Regions from separate parts of the Callithrix jacchus genome. Here all the other regions are linked to region 2. A link is a contact called in public Hi-C data. All regions are on one chromosome and are shown on one strand. Each heading gives the region's core, a stretch centred on a gene start, on an enhancer-like site or on the middle of the called end of the contact. The rest is flanking DNA. Distances are from core to core; before and after follow the strand shown. Region 1 overlaps LPP (LIM domain containing preferred translocation partner in lipoma). Region 2 overlaps LOC103788187. Region 3 has its middle 97 kb from the start of LPP.

The links. A called contact is a pair of places that touch in the nucleus more often than the background predicts.
Region 1: a contact with region 2 is called in a Hi-C map of skeletal muscle, with 5 times the contacts expected there. The contact joins two enhancer-like sites. A contact is called at or near these places in 2 of 3 Hi-C or Micro-C datasets (both in skeletal muscle).
Region 3: a Hi-C map of skeletal muscle shows a contact between it and region 2, with 6 times the contacts expected there. The contact joins two enhancer-like sites. A contact is called at or near these places in 3 of 3 Hi-C or Micro-C datasets (induced pluripotent stem cells and skeletal muscle).

Annotation. Positions count from the first base shown.
Region 1 is chr15:17,330,859-17,335,158 of calJac240_pri, reverse strand. All of the region lies in intron 3 of LPP (LIM domain containing preferred translocation partner in lipoma), which reads right to left. Among named protein-coding and RNA genes, the nearest start is that of LPP, 200 kb to the right of the region's middle. Within about 2 kb of position 2,793, at least 1 of the 16 cell types and tissues checked has an H3K27ac peak or open chromatin away from gene starts, as enhancers often do. A contact at or near this core is called in skeletal muscle, where this site is marked.
Region 2 is chr15:17,924,674-17,929,354 of calJac240_pri, reverse strand. The region is part of intron 4 of LOC103788187; the gene reads left to right. Among named protein-coding and RNA genes, the nearest start is that of TPRG1, 210 kb to the left of the region's middle. Within about 2 kb of position 2,819, at least 14 of the 16 cell types and tissues checked have an H3K27ac peak or open chromatin away from gene starts, as enhancers often do. A contact at or near this core is called in skeletal muscle, where this site is marked.
Region 3 is chr15:17,028,356-17,032,837 of calJac240_pri, reverse strand. No RefSeq gene overlaps it. Among named protein-coding and RNA genes, the nearest start is that of LPP, 97 kb to the left of the region's middle. Within about 2 kb of position 1,622, at least 13 of the 16 cell types and tissues checked have an H3K27ac peak or open chromatin away from gene starts, as enhancers often do. A contact at or near this core is called in skeletal muscle, where this site is marked.

The DNA.
Region 1 (4,300 bases), core at 1,544-4,043, 590 kb after region 2:
CGTGGCTTGGCTGCAAATTCCCTATGGGTCCTTGGGCAAATCTGAAATTCATGAAAATTGGAGTTGTGGTTCATGTGACATCACCTATGCCACCCTCCTCCTCCCATCTCACAGATGGAGAAAGTGCAGCTCAGAAAAAAGGCATTCACTAAACTCATAGCAAATTAATTAGAGCCAGGATTTGAACCTCAGACTTAGCAATGATTTCTACTCTTTGAACTTCAGTACTAGGAGGATCAAGGTAAGTGCTTAGGTCCAGTGGTCTCTAAGTTATCTTCTATCAGATGGACAACAATTACTACACTCTTCTCACTCTTCTCCAGACCTGGAAGTCCCCATGTACATAGGAGTTTCATTTTGGCAATGATTATACTAGCTGTTTCCCAGTTCTAGCCCACTCCCACAAGAATAAGGCAGAAGGGCCTGAAATAAGAGAGAAGGGTCTGAAAGAGTGAGAGAAGCTGCTATTAATACTGTGTAGCGCAGCAACAGGGAATTGCAGGCCTTGAACTAGACTTCATTGCATTGGCTAGGATTTTTCTGCCCTCTTGCTTATTAAATCCCTCATCTGTCTTCTCTCTTTTTTTTTTTTTTTTTTCTGAGACAGAGTTTTTGGTCTTGTTACCCAGGCTGGAGTGCAATGGCGCGATCTTGGCTCACCACAACCTCCTCCTCTTGGGTTCAGGCAATACTCCTGCCTCAGTCTCCTGAATAGCTGGGATTACAGGCACGCGCCACCATGCCCAGCTAATTTTTTGTATTTTTAGTAGAGACGGGGTTTCACCATGTTGACCAGGATGGTCTCGATCTCTTGACCTGGTGATCCACCCGCCTCGGCCTCCCAAAGTGCTGGGATTACAGGCTTGAGCCACCGCGCCCGGCCTGTCTTCTCTTTTTTAATGTTCCCCCACTATGTGCAGTAAACAGCCAGCTAGGAGCTCACTCTCAGATTCCTATAATTCACTGGTTCAGAAAAGGGCAGGAGGCGGGTGGAGGAGAGTGATGATGTCAGTGTCAAATAAGCTCTTACAGGAAGAACTGCAAGGGAATCCACAGTCTTTTAATAAACATGAGAGCAGAAGCCAGCCGGAACCCTCTGTGCCACATCTTCATGAAATTAATAAAGATACCTGGAGTCCATCTGAGTTTTAAGGACATCTCACGTCCTTAAATGCTAAAAATGAAATTGGTTTTCCCTAGAGGATAGGGGAGTTTTAAAAACTCAAAAGAGAAAGGACAGTTTATAGAAGATTTCTCTACTTAAAGAAAGATACAACTAGGGAGTCAGAAGAATTCTAGTCCAAGATCAGTCAACAACACTTAAGACTAATCAGATTCCCTCCCAGTCACCAGAATTTCCATCTCTGAAATGAAAGAATTTGGTTAGATTACGTCACAAAGTCCCCTGTGGCTTTGACATTCTGATCTCCCTTTACAGATCCAATGATTTGCTCTGGAATAATCAAATAATGAAAGAAGCATCCACTTCCTCCTAACAGTCTCAATAGGGGGATGTTTACCAGATACTCTAATATGACCCAGATCAGGGAACAATGTCACAGAGTAAAGGAACATGGGGGAAGATGGCTTTTCTTCCCTAATGAGGAATTGCAAGTTGCTGGGGTAAGGGACTACCAGTGTATAAATGCCCATTCTTATAGTATACAGAATACAAGTCATTAACTGCATTTCTGGTACATAAAAGAAGCAAAAGCTAAGGAAAAGAATAACTGTATTCCCACGGTGGCTGTGTAGTAGAGTCACAGGACTGTCCTGAGATTTTGGAAACATGGTACCAGGAGAGAAAAGCAACTGGCTAGATAGTAAAATTATATATAAGAGAACATTTAACCAGAAGTAATGCCATAATCAACTGGTGCAACTAGGAAAGGTAACTTGCCCAGGTGACACAGCCAGTTGACATTACAGCTGGCATTAGAATAGGATTCTCAGGGCTTCTGGTGCACATAACACACAACATATTGCTTTGCTCCCAAAAACTATGTGATTCTATCCAGGTTACTACAGAAATAATTTCACTTATACCACTGCCTCTACCTCCACTTCAAAAAACAGTAACTGATTAATTTTATTTAAGGCAGACTAGGACTGTTTCCACCGAATTATAATAAACAATTTACTCTGGCAATATAGACAAGCCCATGAGATTTAATTGGGTATCATTCATCCTTGCTAATGAATCACCCTGTGGAAACAGGAATAATCAACCGTCTACAAGAGGCCAGAAGCCTGTTCTCCTTCAAGTACAGATTTTGCCTATTAAAGAACATTAGGCATCAGCTCGAAATAGTCAACAGGGTATACTGTTTCAGATTCCATGGAGTGCAGCTTTAAATAGATTTGGTTTGGAAATGGGACAGAGAACACACCGCAGTCAGTGGATCAACGTTGAGAGCAGAGAAAAACAATGATTACGCTCATTAAGTGGGTACCTGTCGACACATTTACTGTCAAGTCTTGTTATTATTTATTGAAACTGTTATTCTTTCTTCATGACTGCCACTGATACCAACTATTGCCACAAGATTATTTTAAATTTCTACAGCATGCCCTCAGAATAGTTATTTCTCCACCTCCCAAAGGTTACTTGAGAGGTTTCTATCATTCCCTTTCCACCATCCCCACCTCTGAAATATAACGAAAACAGAAAGAGAGAAAATTCATCTTTCTTGAGAGTAATCTTTTTTTTTAACCTTTTAAGGCTTGCTTAAAACTCCTCTTTATAGTTTCAAGATGGGTTTCAGTGGGAACAGAGTTAACTACTTTTCAAAGCTTATTCGATTAATATTTAGCATCAGAGGGAAGGTTAGTGTGATAATTGCAGTTTCTAAATGAACAAGTTAGATCTCTGCCTCACAGAGCCATCAAAAACTATGATAGTAGGTATCTACATTACATTCTTTCCTGATATACGTATCCATAAAAATAAAACATTAGGGAGAAGTTTTTGCAGGGTTATTTTGTGGACTAGGAAAGAAATAAAAGATGCACAAGAGCCATTCTTACATTGTTTGCTACTACATATTTTAAAAACAGTGTTCTCTGTTCCTGTGTTAGTTTGCTGAGAATGATGGCTTCCAAACAACTCTCACTCATAAGTGGGAGTTAAACAATGACAACACATGAACACAGAGAGGGGAACATCACACATAGGGGCTGGTCAGGGGATTGGGGGACAAGGGGAGGAAGAGTATTAGGACAAATATCCAATGCATGTGGGCCTTAAAACCTAGATGATGGGTTGATGGGCACAGCAAACCACCAAGGCACATGTACACCTATGTAACAAACCTGCATATTCTGCACATGTATCACAGAACTTAAAGTAAAATTAAAAATTAATAAATTAAAAATAAAAAGAAAACTTGCTGGGTAAACTAGCTTATACTCCACCTGAAAAAAATAAATAATTAATTAATAAAATAATAACAATGATCTTTTTTTTTTTGTAAGAATGAGAAGAAAATCGAAATAACAAGTGGCTGCTATATCGGACTTAATTATAGAGATTTCATATTCCATACATAACCTGCCTTGTTTGCACATGTGTTCTTATTTTATATATATGATAATAGCTTCCAAATTCATGTAAACCCAACATCTTAATTTCCTCTCGATTCTAAATTTTCTGATTCCTACAAATAACAGGGCAATACCCACCGACTCTATTTTTCTCAAAGGTCTGTGTGACTAAAGCCATGGTTGCAGTTCAAGATCGTGGGTGTAATATACCAAAGGAATTAACAAAATACTCAGCAGAAAACATGTGTATAGTACTTTAAATAAAGATGTTAAATCTTCTACAGAGTTACTATTCTATAGATTGACTACTTCACCTCTTTTTGGCTGACTTCTGAAACATTACATAAAACACAGTAGAGCTTGTTAGGAGGTACAGATAACAGCAGGTTAACTATAGGAGAAAAACTGTATCTGGCAAATTTTACAATCATGATGCTTCCTTTAAAAATTGTTTCTTTCATTGGCCTCCATTTTCATGGCAAACTCAAGAGGAATGTATTCTTCTACCAAAGCCTGATGTCCTTTCCCACTGGTCCCCCAGTAGAGTGGCATTCAGATACAACGGAACCAGGGTTTCAAAAGACTAACTCAATTTCTGTGTTCTTAGGATTTTTTTGTTGCAGTCTTGGATTCTATCTTTTTGAGATTATTTTGTTTGGCAGCTAAGAGACACTGACTGACCCAACTAGAAATACTTGTCCCCTTCAGAGCCAGGTAATACTGGCAGCATAATATAGTGAAAAACACACTTAATCAA
Region 2 (4,681 bases), core at 1,570-4,069:
TGCCATTTCTTTACAAGGGGACAGACCCAGCTCCAGTTTCTGCCCCCCGATCAAACAGGGTGTCACTGAAACACACTGGATCATGTCATGCTCCTGCTCAGGTACCTCCACTGATGTCCCATAACCCTCAAGGGAGTCCAAACACCCTCGTGGGGCATCACATCCTCCCCAGAATAGCCCTGTCTGGGTTTCCATTCCAATCTCCATGTTCCCCTTCTCGATTGCTGGTGGATGATCTCTTCATATGTCTCTTGCTCCCACATAAACAGACGAGACTCGTTCCCATCTCTGTCTAAAGATGGATTCTCCTGCCCATTCCCAGTTTCTGAGAGGCTGTTCCCAGTGAACTGGGGTGTCCAGAAACTAACCCAGCATCAGAAAATGGCTTCACATACCCTCCATGTATGCCTCTTCAGAGAGTCAAAAACACACTATGGCTTATTTTTACTTTTAATAATATTTTTGTGTGTAATTAGCAAGGAGTCTGAAAGCGTCAGCCCCCTCCTGTGCAGTAGGAATGGCAAAGATGCCCATTTTATAGGGGCGATGGAGGAGGTGAGGCCTAGTGCCGAGAAAGGGCATATGATTCATGTTTCAGCAAGCAGTGAGTCAGAAGAGGAGACGGTGACCCAGGCTTCCTATGCTGGAGCCTGAGTTCCATTCACGGGGCTGGGCTTCTTGCCTCTGTTATTTCCAAATGCTTGATATCGTTTTTAAAAAGTCAACAAACGCTCACCCCAACAGGCTGACTTTTGAGTAGGTTTTTTTTATTGTGATGAAAAAGGGCAAGAGACCTTGTCTTTTCTGACCTCTGAACAGAACCTAGAATGTTAACTACATAGTTGAAATAAAGAAGCTTCAGGCTTTCCAAGTTGTGACCTTCTCCTAAGGCAACTATATAAATAGAGGCAATTCTGAAAAGTAGGACTGTCAGAGAAGTTGGGCCAGGCCAAAAGTCCAGTTGAGGCTGGAAATGATACATCGTACAGCTGGGTTCTTACCTTCCTCTAGTGTCTGATACCTATTTCCAATATCCAGTGGCTGTTCTCCTGTTTAGGGCTGAGAAGAAGGGGTAGGATGTGGTAAGGGACTTCTGGTTGGGTCAGAACATGTTGAAATCCTGGAAAGTCTTGTTAGAAAGAAGAGGTAAGGTCATTCTGCAGTCCTTCCCCCAAGGAAGAGAAGAGGAGCAAATGGTAGCATGCCTCCAGAAAGAAAGTGAAAAGGGTGGGGCTGAGAGCCCCAGGGAACTAGGTATGAAAGATCCCTTAAATGCCCTTCAAGGTACTTTACCACGTTTGCTGAGCCCCTACTAATGTACCGTGTACTTGGATAGCGACCCTCAGTAAAGTGATCTTGTCATTTATCATCCAAACCCGAAAACTTCAAGATGAAGGAGGGATCCATTAAAAACTAATTGTACCAAGACAAAGTCATAAACTGGCATGGCAAATCAGTCACCTTAGCCATCAGGATTGAGATCAACAACGGAGTTCGTGTCCACAGAGAAATCTCTACGGCGTAAGAGGGATCTAACAAGCACAAAGATGGCATACCCCAAGGCTGACTGGGTGTACTGAGACCCAAGGAAGAGTTGAAGGAGAAAGAAATGGCATCTAGAGAAAGGAGTTAGCATCGAAGCTGGGTTTCAAGGGATGTGAAATATTTGAATGAGTGGCAAAGATAAGCCAAACAGAGGCCATCATATTCCGATGAGTTTTAAAAGAATTTTAAGAGGCCTCAGCCAAGGTTCAGGTGGCAAGAAAACAGGAGGTATCCATGGGGCACCGTGACCAGGCAGAGTCCATCTGATGTGGCTGCCTTAGAAAAAGTGGTAAGACCAAGGAGAGATGAGGCAGGAAGGGTGCTGATGCCAGGCTGGGCTTGATTCTAATTTCCTAGACAGCACCAGGAGCCAGCTTTCCTCCTCTCATCAACGTGGCTACACAAATCTCCATTCTCCTCACCCTGCACTTCTGTTGAGGCTGCTCAGACACAGATCTCATTGGCTGTGGCTACTCTTACCAGGCTGACTGTCTTCCGTCCAACAAGGAAGGGAGTCTCATTTGAGGAACTGCACAACCTCTTCTGGTTTCTGTACTGGACACTTTCTCTCTCTAGCCACCAGAGAAGTGGGTTGGAACAGTAGGGGGAAGTGTCTGTTTGGCAACCTCACAGGGCTCAAAAACTTGAAGAGGGTGGATTTTAGGGGTTATCCCCTTGAGAACGTTCACACGTTTGCATCTTTCTGGTGACACCATTTATATTCCTATTTTCCGGGAGTACACACAAGGCCAGAGGCACTTTGGACCTCAGGGCTTTCAGAGGAGTGAAAGACCAGAAGGTCAGGGAAAGACTTTCCCATTTGGCCTCACTGTTTTGTGATGTGTGTCAGGAAGGTGTTATTATGGTGAACAATTAAGAAGTAGGAAATTTAAAAGCAGAGAAATAAGTGACTCACCCAAGGTCACATAGCAAGTGACAGAGCTGCAAGCGACTGGAATGCAAATCCCCTGGAGCCAAGCCATGTATTCATACACCTACCTCAAAGCCTGCTCTCAGAAAGAGGTGGAAGAGGGAAAGGAAGAAGAAAGACAGAAGAAAAAGGAGGGGAGGAATAAGAGGGAGAGAAGCAGAGGAGGAGAGAGATGGCAGAGCCCTTCCCTGTAGGTGAAGGACCTGGAACCCTCTCCTTTCGCCTCTACTCACCCCCACTTCCTTAACTCGTCCTGGACCCAAGAAAATGGGTCCAAAGCTGTGCGGTAGGGAAGGGCTGCTGGGTAACTTCTTTACTGAGGCGCAAGCGTGGCCCTGCGGGGTTGCTGGGCCTTTCAAAGGCCACTTGTAAACTCTGATGCTGCGCAGGGACTGGCCCCGAGGGGCTGGGGCCCCGGCCAGGAGGAGAGGATGGGCCTGCCTTTGCTGCCTAGAAATCAAAGCGGCCAACCTCGGGCTTTTTCTTCGCCCTCACACTGAGGCACTTTCATTGGCGAGATGAAGGGAGGCAGAGCGGGCCTTACAGTCCTCGCTCTGCTTTTGGAGGTTAATGACCCAGTTAGCAGCTCTTGGCTGCGTTTCCGACATTTTGCAGACATCAAGCCCCGCGTCTCTGCCAAGTACATTCTGTTCCCTGGAGCTCATCCAGTGCATCTCAGATTACTATGTAATGCGACAAAGAGGGAGAGGTGGCTGGGAGGGGCATCGGGGAGCGGGGCGGGGAGGGGAGAGGGCGGGACGAGGAGAGGAGGATGCCACTCTAAATATAGCTGCCCTCCTGGAATGCATCTTTCAAGGTGCTTATTTACTGTACGAGTGATCTCAAAGTGAGGGTACGACTGGGCCCTGTCGTGCAGGAATACTGGGGCGCTGAGAGCGAAGCCCAGGACCAGGGCGAGGACAGAGAGTGGGGGCGGGGAGGAGACTGCGGGAGGCTCGTGGCTGGGAAGGGCGGGGAAGGAGGACCGCAAGGGGGCGGGGCTAAGAGGTGGTGGCCCCACCCCCAAGGGCGCCGCCCCGCTTTGCGGCTCCAGCCGGAGCTGCAGCCTGCGCGCTAATTATAGACGTGAATGGAGAGCGGCCGCTTTTGAATGATCGCGTTGCTCGAGCTGCCGTTGGAAGCTTAGAAGCAGGTGCTACCGTGCTAGATACAAAGCCATCTATTTAAAAGCCCTCTGTCACGCACGCACAGTCACTGACGAATCCTCTGGCTCTCTCCTACCACCAACCGATGGCGGATTCCGGAATTGGTTCAAAAGGCCTTGAGCCGGAAGACCCGGGACAGAGACGGAGGGCTTTTCCTACCTCTTTTGCCTGCATCCTTAGAAAACTCCCGTGCGTGAGAAGATCCCCAGGCCTTTACAAGCTGTTGTTCTACAAACGGAGAAACTGAGGCAGGGAGAGGCGCTGGGTGTGCACCAGAGCACGTGGTGCCTCAGTGCATAACTGAGGTAAAGTTCCGGGCTCCTAACAGCCTCTGCATTTGCCTTACCAGGTTGGAACCTGAAGCAAGTCTCACTTTAACGCCATTAATTTCCAGGCATGGATCTCTAGCAAATGAGCATCCTCCTCCTTTGCTGGTTCAGCACCCACTCCCTCCAATCCCCACCCCTCCCCGCCACACACACAAGGAAAACTTGCTAATGCTGACTGATTCTCATTGCTGGGTTTACTAGTTCAGGCCTGGAAACTGGGTAACCTCAACAACTATGACCATTTCAGTATGTGTGAGTCAACCTGATGTGTCTTCCGTCAGCATAATCCTGTCACGAGGAACTACAGAGGGGGCAAAACCTAGGCGTTTCTTCCCCATCAGCATCTTGCCTGCATCTAATGCTCATGACCAAGAGTTTTAATGCACTTGATGACCTAATCCAGTCCACACAAGCACAGTAAAAAGTCTTATGCCCATTTTATGGATTCCCTGTAGAAATGGAGTCTTGGAGGGAAGAATTGACTTGCTCACAGTCATCTGCTGATGAGTGGTCTACTTGGGAGCCAAAACCAAGTTCATCACCCTCGATGTGGGGCTATGTCCAGTATTCATGCTTTGGTCCCCAAGGAGGAGTAGAAATCCACTTCGTAATAGAGAGAGATAACTCTGCGGTCCCTCAGACACCTGGAGTGTTCTGAGTATCTCCACTGTGGCCATTGGCCTCTTCTCCGTGTGGGTCTGGGGCCACTC
Region 3 (4,482 bases), core at 373-2,872, 900 kb after region 2:
AACATCCAACACTGGGATTCCAAAGATGAGTAATGGCTTAGTGATAGATGTTAACCCCTTGAGGGGTTGCAGTGAGTCTGGAATTCCAGATACAGAACTGGATGGACAGGGAAAAGGGCTGTGACAGTGTAACAAACAGTAGAATTGGAATGGAGGGCAGCAAGATAAAGGTGTAGATTTCCTGGGTCCACGCACTTTACAATTTACAAGTATTTGCACTGTAGTTGTCTCTTTTGAACTTATGCAACACTGTGTTCTCAGGCATTTATGCAGCGGTCTTTTGAGAAGCTGGATTATGTGTCTGGCACTGTGGGAGAGCTCAGGGACATATAGAGAAAGAGGAGAACTTGTGAGCCCAGAGGGGCTCATCTTCTGACAGAGGAAACAGACAGGTAAAAAGGAACCAATGCAATTGCAAAAAAAAAAAAAAAAAAAAAAAAAGAAAGCTGTAAGAGAGGTGCAAACGTTAATGTTGAGCAGCAAAGTGAAAGAAATGACTTGTGTTTCCCTGGGGAGGGGAGGAAGGCATACTTACTGTGGGGCCTGGAGGATGAGTTACCTAGGCAGATAAATGGGGGTAATTCTAGATCGAAAAAAACACGGAAGTAGTGGAGGCCTGTGTGGGCAAGGTGCGTTTGGGAGGAACGGGAAGAGCCAGGGGAAAGCAGGCCGTGAAGGTGTGGAAAGGCAGTTACTCTGTGAAGTTAACCTGCATCTTGATTGGGAAGAGCTTTGAATACAATGCAAAGAATTTGGTCCCCAGGGCCATTAGAGCCCCATCTTCCAGATGCGGAAAGGACCTTCCCTTCGCACGGGGCCAACCCAAACTGTGACTCTGGTGTTCCTTTTGCTACCCTGTGCTGCCTCCAGCAGGCCTGAACCGAGGCAGGCCCTGCGTGGGAGAGGCCTCTGGGCTGTTTATCCTGCTCCAGCGGGGCTGGCTCTGGCAGGGAGTGGAAGTAGGTGAGGTGGGGGCTGTGGAGGAGAGGAGGAGCCTGACAACAAGGGCTACATTCAAGGACTGCACTGGAGCCGGCGAGGAGAATGGAAAGCTACAGTCTGTCGGAGCCATCCAGCCTTGGCAAAGCAGCTGGGGCCTTATAAGGAAATGTTGTTCTCTCCCAGCCAGTGGGGCTGGGACGGAGCCCTGTGCCCACAGGACAGAGCTGCCCTTGTGGTGGTAGGGCAGCTGGGGGTGCCATCCGCCCCTCCGCTTTGAGCAGGAGCTGTCAATGGGCCACTTCTGCAGGCTCAGCATTCCCTCTCAGCCCCAGCGAGCGTGCGGCCCCCACCCCGCCACGCCCTCCCACTCCCCATTGCCTGGGGCTGATTGGAGGGAAGGAAAAAACCAAAACAAAACAAAAGACTTGGCGAAGCCCCAGGCCTCGTGCTGTTTAATGCCGAATTGTTCGGAAAACAGGCTCAGGTCAAATTCTCTCTTTTTTCCTGAAGAATGCATGAATAAGGGGATGGCTCTTTGGCCTCCTTCCCTGCCCGACACCCTCATCTCTTTTCCTTGTGATCACAAAACTCCCAGCACCCGACCCGGCCCAGCGCAAAAAAAGAGAGGAGTGGGCAGGGGAAGCCTTGTGCTGGTGCCTTTTCCACCTCCCAGGGGCAGAGCAGGAGCCACCGGAACACTCTCAGGAGAAGGGTGACTCTCCTCGGATTCCTTACCTGTGCCAGGCAGGCCAGAGGGCCTGGGAGAGTGAGATGGGCACAGGGTAAAAACACGGCCTGCCCAGCAAGCAACAGAAAGCTTAGGAAAGGACAGTAAGCAATAGTCAGCTCCCGGAAGGAGGTTTTTCCTACAGGGAGTGGGGAGGGGTGATTTAAAGCACTAATCCCTAGGGATCTTTCTGAACTCAAGATTGCCGGTAGGAGCAGAAAAGGTGCATAGTGTGGCCTTTTGCTTTGGCTGTTCGTAGACCCAGCGCATGAAACCCTGCAGCTACAGGGAAGCGCAGCTCCTCACCTAAAGCTGAAGTATTTGTACAGCAAGCCTGGCAGAGCTTCAGCTAACCGGTGCTCCCTCCGACTCCCCGTCACCCTGGACTCAGCCCTTCAAGTTAGTCCATCCCAAACGTACACCTCAACCCACCCAAGAGAAGCAAGTCAGGGAAAGCAAGAAGAAACTCCTGTTTCCAAGGAGTTTACCATCCAGAGCAAAGCTACCAGGAGCACACAATAATCCAAAGGCAAAGAAGAAAGTTATGGCCGGGCGCTGTGGCTCACACCTGTAATCACAGCACTTTGGGAGGCTGAGGTGGGTGGATCACCTGAGGGCAGGAGTTTGAGACCAGCCTGGCCAACATGGTGAAACCCTGTCTCTACTAAAAATACAAAAATTAGGCAGGCATGGTGGTGGGCACCTGTAGTCCCAGCTACTCAGGAGGCTGAGGCAGGAGAATCACTTGAACCTGGAAGGCGGAGGTTACAGTGAGCTGAGATCATGCCACAACACTCCAGCCTGAGGCAGGGACAGAGCAAGACTTTGCTGAAAGAAAGACAGAGCAAGACTCCATCTCAAAAAAAAAAAAAGAAGGAAGGAAGGGAAAGAAAGAAAGAGAAAGAGAAAGAAAAGAAGGAAGGAAGGGAGAGAAAGAAAGAAAGAGAAAAAGAGAAAGAAAAGTTATGAACCCTAAGAAAACAGAGAATGATGTCCAAGGTGATGGTAAGGAGAAATTGCTCTTGACTAGGTGTCCACAGCAGTAGACGAGGGAGGATCTTACAGAAGAGATGGAATTTAGGGTGAATAAAAGCCAAGAGTTCAAAAGGTGATGTTTTGAGAGACTGGTAGGGAAGTGGCTTTTAGGGGGAGGATTTAGCCTGAGCAAGACATGGTGGCAGGAAACTTGGGGCTTACTTGGTGGGGGTGGGGAGGTGGGCAACTGGATTAGTGCAACAGGGGGAAGAGGGGGCTGTGCTTCGAGAATGGGTGAGCACCACATTTGGGGGGCACTAAATGCCAGAGAGACCAGGAGATTCAAGTGATTGGCAGCCAGGAGCCACTGAAAGCTTTGCTTTTGTTTGTTTGAGACAAAACAACCTCTGCTTCCTGGATTCAAGTGATTTGCCTGCCTCAGCCTCCTGAGTAATTGGGATTATAGGTGCATGTCACCAGGCCCAGCTAATTTTTGTATTTTTAGTAGAGACGGGGTTTCACTATGTTGGCCAGGCTGGTCTCGAACTCCTGTCCTCATGTTCTGCCCACCTTGGCCTCCCAAAGAGCTGGAATTACTGGTGTGAACCACCACGCCCAGCCACTGAAAGCTTTTAAGCACGAAAGAGATATGACCTCGGCAGTGGTTCAGCAACTGTGATCTGATGTCAGGTGCAGGAGGGAGAGGCATCCTTTTCCCTGTTGGGTGAAGTCGGGAAAGTGCCACTTCCTGAAGCAGAGCTTTGGTGATGTTGTAGCCCCTTCCTGGGCACTGGAGGCCACCTAGGTCTCAGGATTTCAAGCACTGCTGCATTTAACAGGCTGGCTCCATTTTGAACAACCAGTGGCCGTTCCCCAGAAAGGAGTAGGACTGACCACATTAGCTCAGTTCTCTTTTCACTTGGAGGCTTTGCTTGCACAAGTCATTGTATTCAGATATGGTTAAGAAACCTGAACTTCAGTCCTTTTTTGGAACTTGGAGAACGGGCAGGGTCCCACAAAGCACCCAGGGTTGAAAGGTAAAAACACTTGGAGCCCATCTCATCTCAGAGAGTCTGTGCTTTTGTAAGGCATTCACTATTCAGACATCTATGCTTGCCTCACACCTGCCAATAACAGAGCAGTTATCTCCTCCCTGGCTTTCCCTTCCATGACTTCTTTCCCTTCCTTTTGGATGCCTGCCCCCATCATGGCATCATGATGCCTAGGGAGTATGAGGCTTTTGTAGAGTGCTGTGGGCTCTTGCTGGAAAGCGAGGAGGGATAGCTCTTTGCCTCAGAGAAAAATCCACGGTGCTCTGGAGGATAGCAGTAAGGTTCCCTTTGTGTTCTGGATCTGGGTTCTGGCCGGTCTGGCTGTCCCACTGCCCAGCATGACCAGTTCAGCAATAGGATTGTGAATGAGCTGAACTTGATCCTCACATGTGGCCCCCTGCCTCTGGCCACAGGGGGCTGCAGCTGAGGAGCTGATGATGTGCATCTTGGTAGCAAATCCTGCTTCCCACCAAACTTTTCTTCCTTGACAATGCAGACCGTGACCTCAGGGGCCATAGAGATACAGTTCTAGTCCTGGAGGAGCTGATTGTTCCCTGTCCTTCCAATAGGTTGTGCTTATGGCTAATTTTTAATTTGTATTAGATAGCAATAAATTTACTTCTTCTTCTTTAGCATTTTATGATTAAATATTATCTTTTAAAAAAATTTTTATTTTTAGACAGTCTCACTTTGCCACCCAGGCTGGAGTACAGTGGTGCGATCTCAGCTCACTGCAACCTCACCTTCTGGGTTCAAATGATTCTCCTACATCAGCCTCCTGAGTAG